Regions from separate parts of the Mus musculus genome. Here region 2 is linked to region 1. The links are chromatin contacts, called in public Hi-C maps. All regions are on one chromosome and are shown on one strand. The core of a region is the stretch at or near the end of the contact, and the rest is flanking DNA. Distances in the headings are between cores, read along the strand shown. Region 1 has its middle 33 kb from the start of Btla. Region 2 overlaps Tmprss7 (transmembrane serine protease 7).

Evidence for each region. A called contact is a pair of places that touch in the nucleus more often than the background predicts.
Region 2: a contact with region 1 is called in a Hi-C map of bone marrow-derived macrophages, with 18 read pairs. The contact joins two enhancer-like sites. A contact is called at or near these places in 1 of 484 Hi-C or Micro-C datasets (bone marrow-derived macrophages), 1 of 115 datasets of contacts at active chromatin or transcription factors (stem cell-derived neural progenitor cells) and 2 of 9 other capture datasets (embryonic stem cells and liver).

What each region holds. Positions count from the first base shown.
Region 1 is chr16:45,254,489-45,259,531 of GRCm38.p6, forward strand. No RefSeq gene overlaps it. Among named protein-coding and RNA genes, the nearest start is that of Btla, 33 kb to the left of the region's middle. Within about 2 kb of position 3,298, at least 30 of the 459 cell types and tissues checked have an H3K27ac peak or open chromatin away from gene starts, as enhancers often do. A contact at or near this core is called in bone marrow-derived macrophages, where this site is marked.
Region 2 is chr16:45,663,582-45,668,600 of GRCm38.p6, forward strand. Tmprss7 (transmembrane serine protease 7) reads right to left here. Exons shown (of 18, transcript NM_172455.3): 12 at 3,971-4,078; 13 at 591-701. Among named protein-coding and RNA genes, the nearest start is that of BC016579, 12 kb to the left of the region's middle. Within about 2 kb of position 2,815, at least 33 of the 459 cell types and tissues checked have an H3K27ac peak or open chromatin away from gene starts, as enhancers often do. A contact at or near this core is called in bone marrow-derived macrophages, where this site is marked.

The DNA.
Region 1 (5,043 bases), core at 2,048-4,547:
CTGTTCCAGCAGGATTCCCTGAGCCCCGAGGGGAGGGGCTTGATGGAGGCATCCCGTTTAGCACTAAATGTTCTAAGATCTCTCACATTATACATACTGTCTGTCTGTGAGTCTCTGTATTTTTCCCCCATGGACAACACAAAAAGACTCCGGCATTTTTGTAGACTTTGCCTCATATTGCTTTGTTTGACCTCAGTGGTCTTTTGTTTGTATATTATAGCTAATGATCTTTATAATGGATTTTGTTCGCTTGTGCGTGCATGTGCACATGTGTGTTGTATGTGTGTTTGTTTCTTGGGGTTCTTTTCTAAAATTTTTTATTCCGTTTTGTTTTCCTATTTGTTTTCTAGAGAAATAAAGAAAGAAAGGGTGTAGAATTGGGCAGGTGGGGAAAATTTTGGAGGAGGCATTTGGGGAGGGGAAACTATGATCAGAATATATTTTATGAAAAAATTTCATTAAAATATATAAAAAGAATTAAAATAATTAAAAGTTAATTTTTAGCCGAGAAATATTAAGAAGAAAACACTAACATTTTCCATGTGCTCTTTTCTGCAATATTCTCAGCTGCATGCCCTCCCCTCTGCCCCCAACAACCTGTAGGATAGGAGAATTTTAATCGAATGAGAACCAAAGGTGAGATGTCATTACCAACCTATGTCTCTAGTTTGTCTTAGGGTATATATTCTTGGTGCTGTCGTTTTTATGATTTTCACTTGTACACATTGCTAGGGCAACCTACAGAGCAACCCTGCTATGTCTCCTCCTGGACACTGTCTCATGCTCCACGTCTTTACCCTTTCTGTTCTCTTAACTCCTTGAGAGTGTGTCATCTATGAATTGTATCTATTGCTTTGCATTTTCCAGAATAGTTGGAGTTATATCTTATGTATCCTTTTCATACTGGCTTCTTTGATGCGGTAATGTGTTCCTTCATGTTTTTCCATAGCTTAATAGTTTATTTCTTCTCAGGGATGAATAACATTTCATTGCCGGGACATCTTAGAGTTTATTCATTTTCCTTCTGAAGGAATTCTCAGTTGCTTCCAAGTTTTGGTAATTATGAAGTGCTATAAACATTTGTGTGTAAGTCTTTATATAGGAAGGAACTCTCATTTTATTTGGATAAAAGTCAAGGGAGATGACTGTTGGCCTGGAGGTGTGTTTACTTTTGTAATAATCACTATGATGGCTCGCTATGATAGCTTTACCACTTTGTATTCCTACCAGCTTCCTAGCTAACATGTGATGTCATGTTTTGGAATATCACCATGCTAATGTTTAGTGATAATGTCTCATGGCTGTTTACACTTTAAATTCCATCACGATATGTGGTCCTGGCCACCTTTAAGCGGCTTAATTGCCTTCTCTGTATCTTCTTTGGTGAGGTATACGTTCAAATTTCTCATCTCAATCTACAATTCATCTTCTTTTTTTTAATTAGGTATTTTCCTCATTTACATTTCCAATGCTATCCCAAAAGTCCCCCATATCCCCCCCCCCACTCCCCTACCCACCCATTCCCACTTTTTGGCCCTGGCGTTCCCCTGTACTGGGGCATATAAAGCTTGCGTGTCCAATGGGCCTCTCTTTCCAGTGATGGCTTACTAGGCCATCTTTTGATACATATGCAGCTAGAGTCAAGAGCTCCGGGGTACTGGTTAGTTCATAATGTTGTTGCACCTACAGGGTTGCAGATCTCTTTAGCTCATTGGTTACTTTCTCTAGCTCCTCCATTGGGGGCCCTGTGATCCATCCAATAGCTGTCTGTGAGCATCCACTTATGTGTTTGCTAGGCCCCAGCGTAGTCTCACTAGAGACAGCTATATCAGGGTCCTATCAGCACAATCTTGCTAGTGTATGCAATGACAATTCATCTTCTTATGCTCATGATGATCACAGAATTTACACAGAATTTGTTATGTTGGCTTCCACATTAGACTGGGGACTTTAAAAATTTACTTTATTTTATATGTCTTGCCTGTATTTATATGCACCATCTGCTGCCCCAGGCTTAAGAAATCCCGAAGAGGGCATCACATTATCCTGAAATGGAGTTACAAACAGTTGTTAGCTGTTATGTGGGTGCTAGAAATCAAACCTGGGTCCTCTGGAAAGATCTGGTACTTCTAACACTTGAGCCATCTCTCCATTCCCAGCTGTGGGCCTTTTAAGGGTAAATATTGTTATATTCCTAATTAGTTTCCCAACCCAGTGCTTGGCATGTATTATAATTAAAAAGTGTTGAATATTTGTGAAGTAAACCATCCTCTTCCCTCTTACTCAAAGGATGATTTTTTTGTCAGATACATAAAAACTTTTGGGAGTATTTTGTAATGTAAAATCACAACTTCACACCCTAAGCAGGAATCTCCATTTGAATAAGACCCTGGTGTGTTGTATGCACTCTGTGGATTTTACAATTCATTTAGCCTGCTTGAACCTGTTTCTTCCCACTCTCACTCAAGTATGGCAGGAAGCAAAGTACATTTATAGGACAGACTAATTTGGAAAGTTCCTTTTTAAGCAGATACAGGAAGGGCCTCTACACCCCACCCAGAAAGTAAAAACAGCAAGTAAGAAAGAAAACATTTTTATTTAGAAGCTTGTGAAAAAGAACTGGAGAACATGAGAACTGAACATTCTGTGCTAGCAATCAGCTTACAGACTCCAAACAAATTATAGGTGTTGATTTTCAAAATGAGGTCCTGTTCAAAAGTCAGACCGAGTAAACATTCTGTGTGCCTTGCTTCGCCTGAGTATAGGAGCACATACTAGCACCTATGGGGTTTGCTGGTTTCTGAGACTACAGGACAAACCAAGGTTCTATTTTTGTATGGCACAGCCTACAAATAGAGATAAAGGCTATAACCTGATAGCTTAATAATGTCACAGAAGTAGATGCAGAACATATGGAAACTCTATGCCACTCTAAGTTCCTTGAAGCTTGTTTCTTACTTTATTAGAATCTTCATTCCCTAGAAACTGCCTGGAGGGTTATGAAGAAAACCCAATTCACTGCATTCCTCTATCTTTATAGGTGCACATGGCTCGGACCCAAAGACAAAAATCTCATGATTTCCTTTCTAAATCCTGCTTCACTTTGGAACTTACCTGCAGATAGAGTTCATCTACAGAGAGATGCTTCAGACCTTCAAGGGTGCCAGCTGGCTACATGCAGCCACAGGCAGAGAGACAGGATTCCAATTTCTTGGTCTTTAATGCAAGAGTTGTTTTCTTGAGGTTCATGTGGTCAAAGGGGCAGGAGCCCTGTCTCTTACAGCCAGCTAAATATCCTCTTTTTGGAGGGCGTGCCTGCAGAGGGAGGCCAGACAAAGATCCTATTTTGTGGCTGGGGTAAACCTATGAGGAAATCAAAAGAATGGTTTCTTGCTTTCTTGAGTTTATAATAGGAATGAACAGCATGTTATACCAGTTACTGGATGGAATGAAATTAAAAGTGCACTTCTTTGGGGGAAATCAAAGAAAGAGTGTTTGTGATTTCTCTTCTAGTCAGACTAAAGATAGAGAATTCTAATTAGAGATAGTCATTTCTAAGGGCATGGGATATTTTATAAAGTTGTTTCTATTTCTGTTTCTCTTAGTGGATATATATATATATATATATATATATATATATATATATATATATATATATATATATATATATATATATAAATTGTACCCATGAAGTGATTTCATTGTTCCATTGTTCTATTCTGGTACAAGTCTATAATGTATTTTAATCATATCTACCCTCTGATTCTCTTCCCAGCTAGTTGCTCTACTACTATCATGTCTTTTTGGATTTGTTGTTTGTTTCAGTGACTCAGTGAGTTTCAACTGTGTTACTTACAGGAGCATAGGTGGGAAGGTTGTTTACAGGCGCATAGACATCTTACCAGTGGCTATATCATTGAAGAAAATATCTCTCCCTTTCCAGAGGCATTAACTGCTTATAGATCCTCAGGCAATTCATGTACGCCTCTCTACTCTGTGCGGAAATGTTGGCAGCCCAATCTTTTGGAAGTACTGTGAGGGTACTCCTATTGCTGTTGAGTTTAAGAGTGCAATGATATGTGCCCACAAGATACTTTGGTGGGTAGAGCCGCCTGCCACATGGCTTAATGACCTGAGATTAATACCTGGAACCCATAAAGTAGAAAGAAAGAATTGACTCCCACAACTTGCCCTCTGACCTCCACATGTATGCTCTGGAACACATATCCCCCTCCCTTCAATAAAGAGAATAAAATCTAAGTTTTCAAAAAAAAAATCTTCAATGGTCATATAGCACCCAGGAATCTGCATTCCACAATGCCCTACCACTTACTCCAGGTCTTGATTTTTTTTTCTTCTCTTCTGTTCTATTTCCTAAAAGTTAGAATGGCTGAACTGTCCATGGCTGAGTACTCAGTCACATGTTCTGAAGACTTTGACCAGTTAGGAGTCCCTGCAGCCACTCCTGTGAGTGGGGAACATATTGGTAGTGTCAGAAGTGAAAACATGAAGATTTGAGTTTGATCCCTAGAACCCATGTCAAACAGCATTGATATAGTGTGGTGCACACCCGTATTCTCTGCTCTCAGGAGGAAGGAATAGGGGATCCCAGGGAGCTTGCTGGCCATTCAGTCTAGTCAAATCATTGAACTCTTGATTTGGTGAGACGCCTCGTCTCAAAAATTAAGGAAGGGAGTAAATGAGAAAAACAGCTGATATTGGTCTTTGCCCTTCATATGCATGTACACATTCATGAACATATACACAAACTTACATAGTTAATATGCCTATATAACAATAACTATCATTTTAATTTACGACAATGCTACGAGCTTATCTAAGTCTTAGAAACTATGTAGTAGTTGATAATTTTATTGGGCAGGAATGATTAGAATTCTATCAAGCCCTGTAAAATAGTAAACAAACAGAGATTAAAAAGCACAGACTCAAGAGCCTGGAATGATGGTGCATGCCTGTAACCCAAGTACTCAGAAGGCAGAAGCAAGAGGATCATAACTCTGAGGCTGGTCCTGGCTATGGAGT
Region 2 (5,019 bases), core at 1,565-4,064, 410 kb after region 1:
GCATTGGAAGTCAGGCAAAGTAACAGGCATCACTCCAACTGCTTCTTCCCATCCATGGTGAACACAACACAAAAGAATGCATGGCCTCTTGGCTATTGCCTTGTCTTACTCTCTAAGGAGAAAAGAGGTTATCAAAAACCCATATACATGCCATCCTTTTAGGCAGTTAGGAGGAAAATAATGAATAGATGCTCTGAATTGCAATGCATTTGCTCACCACCTACAGGGTTCACTTTCTGTTGTGGTGTCAGCAGGTATCCCCACAGTGCCTCCTAGGTTCCTCTGTGACAGACCTTCATTGTCCAACCTGCAGCTAGCATGAAAACCTAGTAAAGCCACAAACATGTGCCAGTATTTGCACAGGAGCACATCCAATTCCACCCCACCTACTGTATCTCATTGTAAACAAGTATCTCATTGTTCTCTAGAATGGGTAGGATTCTCAGATCAAGAGATATGAGGGCTAAAACTGGGAGAGGTGTGTGGTAACTGGGGCAAGCTATCTCTCCGAATGCAGCAGAGCTGTTTGGATCGTTGGGGGTTCTAACAAAACAACAGAGCTCTGTGCACCCCCCCCCACCCCTCCTCACTTCTAGTGCAGTTTTGCTCGTCCTGACCATCCTCGCAGTCCCGGAAGCCATCACAGACCAGAGGGCCATGCTGCCGGAAGCTGCTGCTGTTGCAGGCAGGTTTTACAGTCACTGTGGTGAAAGGCAGAAAGGTCATGAACAACAGGGCATCAGCTGGGTTCTCTGATGGCCAACAGTACCCCTCTAAAGGTATGAACATTATCACGGAAAATACAAAAGCGTGATAGAATGTGTCTACCTTCAAGTAATAAATCCCAGGAAGAAAGGGGATGGCTAGTATAATTCCTTACTCTGATGAAATTCCTATCGGATCTTGGTTTTGCTATGGTGTCAATGTGTTTAAATCTGGTGGTTTATGTAACTTCAACTCATTGCATCATAAATAATCATGTTTTCTCTTATTTTTTGAGACAAGCTCTCACTGTGTAATCCTAGCTGACCTCAAAGAGATCCACCTGCTTCTGCCTTCTGTGTGCTTGGGTTAAAGATCTGCTCCACCATGCCTGGTATGATGGTTTGTATATGCTTGGCCCAGGGAGTGGCACTATTAGGAGGTTGGGCCTTGTTAGAGTAGGTGTATCACTGTGGTCATGGGCTTAAGACCCTCACTCTAGTGGCCTTGAAGCCAGTCTTCCTAGAAGTCTTGAGATGAAGATGTAGAACTCTCAGCTCTGCCTGCACCATGCCTCCCTGGTACTGCCATGTGTTCCCACCTTGGTGTTAATGAACTAAACCTCTGTGCCTGTAAGCCAGCCCTACTTAAATGTTGTCCTTATAAGAGTTGCCTTGGTCACGGTGTCTGTTCACAGCAGTAAAACTCTAACTAAGACACCTGGCATCACTAATTTTTTTTTTTAAAGAAAAATAATTCGCATCACCTGTTATCTGAGTTGAACTTGCCTACCCTCCTGAGAAAGGTGTAGTGGGCTGAAATGGGGGATTTTGTCTCACTCATCTCTCTACCTCAGGTCCCTGACCAAAAAATATTAGATGCTCACAAAAACCTTGGTGGATTAATTAATGAAGGTGAGACCTTAAAGGATATCAGACTCGTAGCCCACATGTGAAACCACTTTAAACTTGTTTTACTCTGATGGATATATACCCTAAAAACGACTGTTTCTTTGACAGACTTCTTGAATCACCTTTACATCTATGGCATACATAGTATACCAGCAAAGCATCGTCTGAAAGGAAGGTTTCTCTGTGATCTCTAGATTGTGAAATTTTTCAGTTTTACTGTCTTTTTTTTTTTTTGTTTACCAGTGTATTTCTTGTGTTACTCAGTCCCTGTCCCCACCCCTCAAAGGGTGAGTGGAGTACACTACTGCCTTAAAGCACTTGGTTGTTGCCAAAAGGTACCTAGTTAACATCCACAGAATGGCTCCGGAAAAGATGCAATGGAATACAATGATACCAATCACTAGTCCTTATTATAAAAGAATGCCAATAGCTTTCATCTGGGGCATCAGAGCAAAGAACAGTAATGGAAAAAAAAAACCTTCAATCACTAAAATTGTCAGCATCTATTTTCTTAAGAAATCAAAGATTTTATAGATTTAGATTGCTAATGAGCCATAAATTAAGATGATTTTATTTTGTTTTGTAAATTTGAAAATGTACAAAGGGATTAGGGATGTAGTTCAGGGCTAGGGTATTTGCCTAGCACATGCAAGACACTAGGCTTGATCCCAGTATCACACCCACACATACACAGTTGTAGATGCAGAGGTCATTTTATGAATATAATTTTACATAGCTGTATTATATTAAATGAAATGTTTCCCCAAAGATATGGAAAGATTACATACCATTTTTGTTACAAGAGTATTTAAAAAACTATTGCCAATAACTTTATATTGCCCTTAAACTATCTTCCTGTTGTCCTATAAACTAGAAATCGATACAGGAGTAGGTTGCAAATAACAATGAAAATTATGATCTATATTATCTGTCTAGATTAGGAGTATCCTGTTTCCATCCCTTAGTTGTTACCAGCAGTCAATGTGTATGAAGAAGATGAGTCAGAAAGCCTCTAAGATCCAGAGGACTCTAAGGAAATGGTGTCTTCCAGAAAGGACAGGACTGATGCACATATGAACCCACAGAGACTGTGGCAGCACGTACAGGCTCTCCATAGGGTCAAAGCAGACCAGAACCCAGCACTCAGAAAGGGAAGTGGACATGAACTAAACAGGAAGCTATCTCCAACTGACATCTGCTTGCAAAGGAAACATTAGACCACACTTAAGGGCAGGCCCCGTGCCAAGCAGTAGTAGATAGACAACACAGAACCAGCTCAATAGTATTTTTATAAATGTTAGTCCCATATTGCTTTGATTGGCATTTTTCTTTCCTTTTTTACTCTCTCTCTCTCTCTCTCTCTCTCTCTTTGTAATCTTACTTGTCTTTTGATTGTATATTAAGGTTTCCAGTTTTGTGTTTTTATAGATTTGGGGCTTTCTCTCTCTCTCTCTCTCTCTCTCTCTCTCTCTCTCTCTCTGTGTGTGTGTGTGTGTGTGTGTGTGTGTGTGTGTGTGTGTGTGTTTTTCTTTTCATTTGTTTATTAAGTTTTGCTTGATTGGTTACTTATTTTCTCAAGAGAGAAAAAGAAAAATGGTGGAGTTGGATGGGTAGAGAAAGATGATGACGCTCTCAGAGGAGCATGGGAAGGAGAAACCTGAACCAGAATATATTGCATGAAAAAGAAAGCTTTTTCAATAAAAAGGAAGTAACTGTAACAGAAAAAATAAATCAACTAAACAGTTGTCTAGTTTGTTCACGACACCTGTGTTGTATCAGCAACCACACTGAACTGAACTTCCTTCAGATTCTGAGCTCCTTAAGGTATAGGATCTTTGTGTTTACACCCAGTTGTGGTAGGTTAGGTCATTAGCCACAAGACATTACTCCCTATAGTGAGAATATGCCACGACATGACCTCAAGGTATACAAAATAATTTTACCTCTCTCTTGAACATGGGCTTAGCCATTCGACTTCTTTGGAGCAACAGAATATGATATAAGTTTTGCAAGGCCAGCCCTTATTGGAAGCCAGGTGTTGATGTTTACTTTTCCTTGCTTTTGTTTCTATTAGCTCCTTGACTCCATGAAAGACCGGGCCATAAAGAATAGCCATGACGCCAACCTGGAAGGAGCTTAGCACAGAACAACCCATTGCTTGAGCCTGAGCCACTCAGCTAAGGAGAGCCTATGCAACCATGAATACATGGTCAAGAATAAATGATGGGGTTAATTAAGCCATTGAGTTTCAGGATAGCTAGGGACAGACATGCAGCATCTACAAAGACTGGGGTCAACCAGCAGCAGCAATGATTCCAAGAAGTTATATATTCATAATGAAATTGTATTACACCTACCACAGAAAAGTTCATCACTTTCGTCGAAACAGTCATTCACTCCGTCACAACGCTGGGCCTGAGGGACACACAAACCGGAGGAGCACCTAAAAGATCCTGCAGGACACGCTACCGGCAAAAGAAAAACACAGAAAATCTTCACTGGGTACCTAAAAGTCAGAGACTACCTTAGCAAAGAATCAAAAAGTGTTAACTGGTTAGAGATTTGATAGAAAAATAGAGGCTATGAAACAAGTTCTCCATGCAGTCAAGACAATGAGTAATTTTTAATGACTAATTTCAATAAGCAAGGAATAAAAGCACCTTAGTGCTACAAATGTTAAACTTAGTAAGACCAATTTCTAGTCTTGGAGCCCAGGGCTCTTGCCTCCATTTTCACTGTCCATCATTCTTTCTAACTTAACCAGATTATTGACCAAACATCAAACCATTGAGCCTGAGCTTACCAATGAATATTACAGAAATAATAAATACTTTCCTTTCTGTGAAAAAAAAAAGATCAAAGGAGAGCACATATCAGGCCAGCTACTGAATCTGTGGCAGTGAACAGAGTAGATGGCCTGCTAGAACATCCTCATGCCGTGGGAAACAATTAACAATTAAGATGTGTTGTTTCTCCTGTGTCCTCACTGGAAATACTCTGAATATCAGAAAGTAGCACTGTCCAGGCAGAAGCACGTGTGCTGGGGGTTGGCAGAGTAGGACAAAGTTGAGAGAAGGATTTCTCAAGCCATACTCTACTGTATCACTTTGCTTGTCTCTGTTCAAAGGGGACAAAAGTATCTCCGAGTCATTATCTACAACTTCCCTCAAACATTCTTTCCTAGGTCCATTTCCTGGCTATGTTTTGTGGTTTCCTGTATGAATTTCAACTTTCTGAAAGCTGACATTTGAATCCTCTCAACCAACCTGCTCTCCTTAGTCACTGGCATCGAAAGAGAATTTCAAAATGACACTCATAGACCCACTGTATTTTTGTATAAGCACCATGATCACAAGGAATTATGATTAGCCTAAAAATCAGTATGAGTCTGGCTCCATGTATCTAG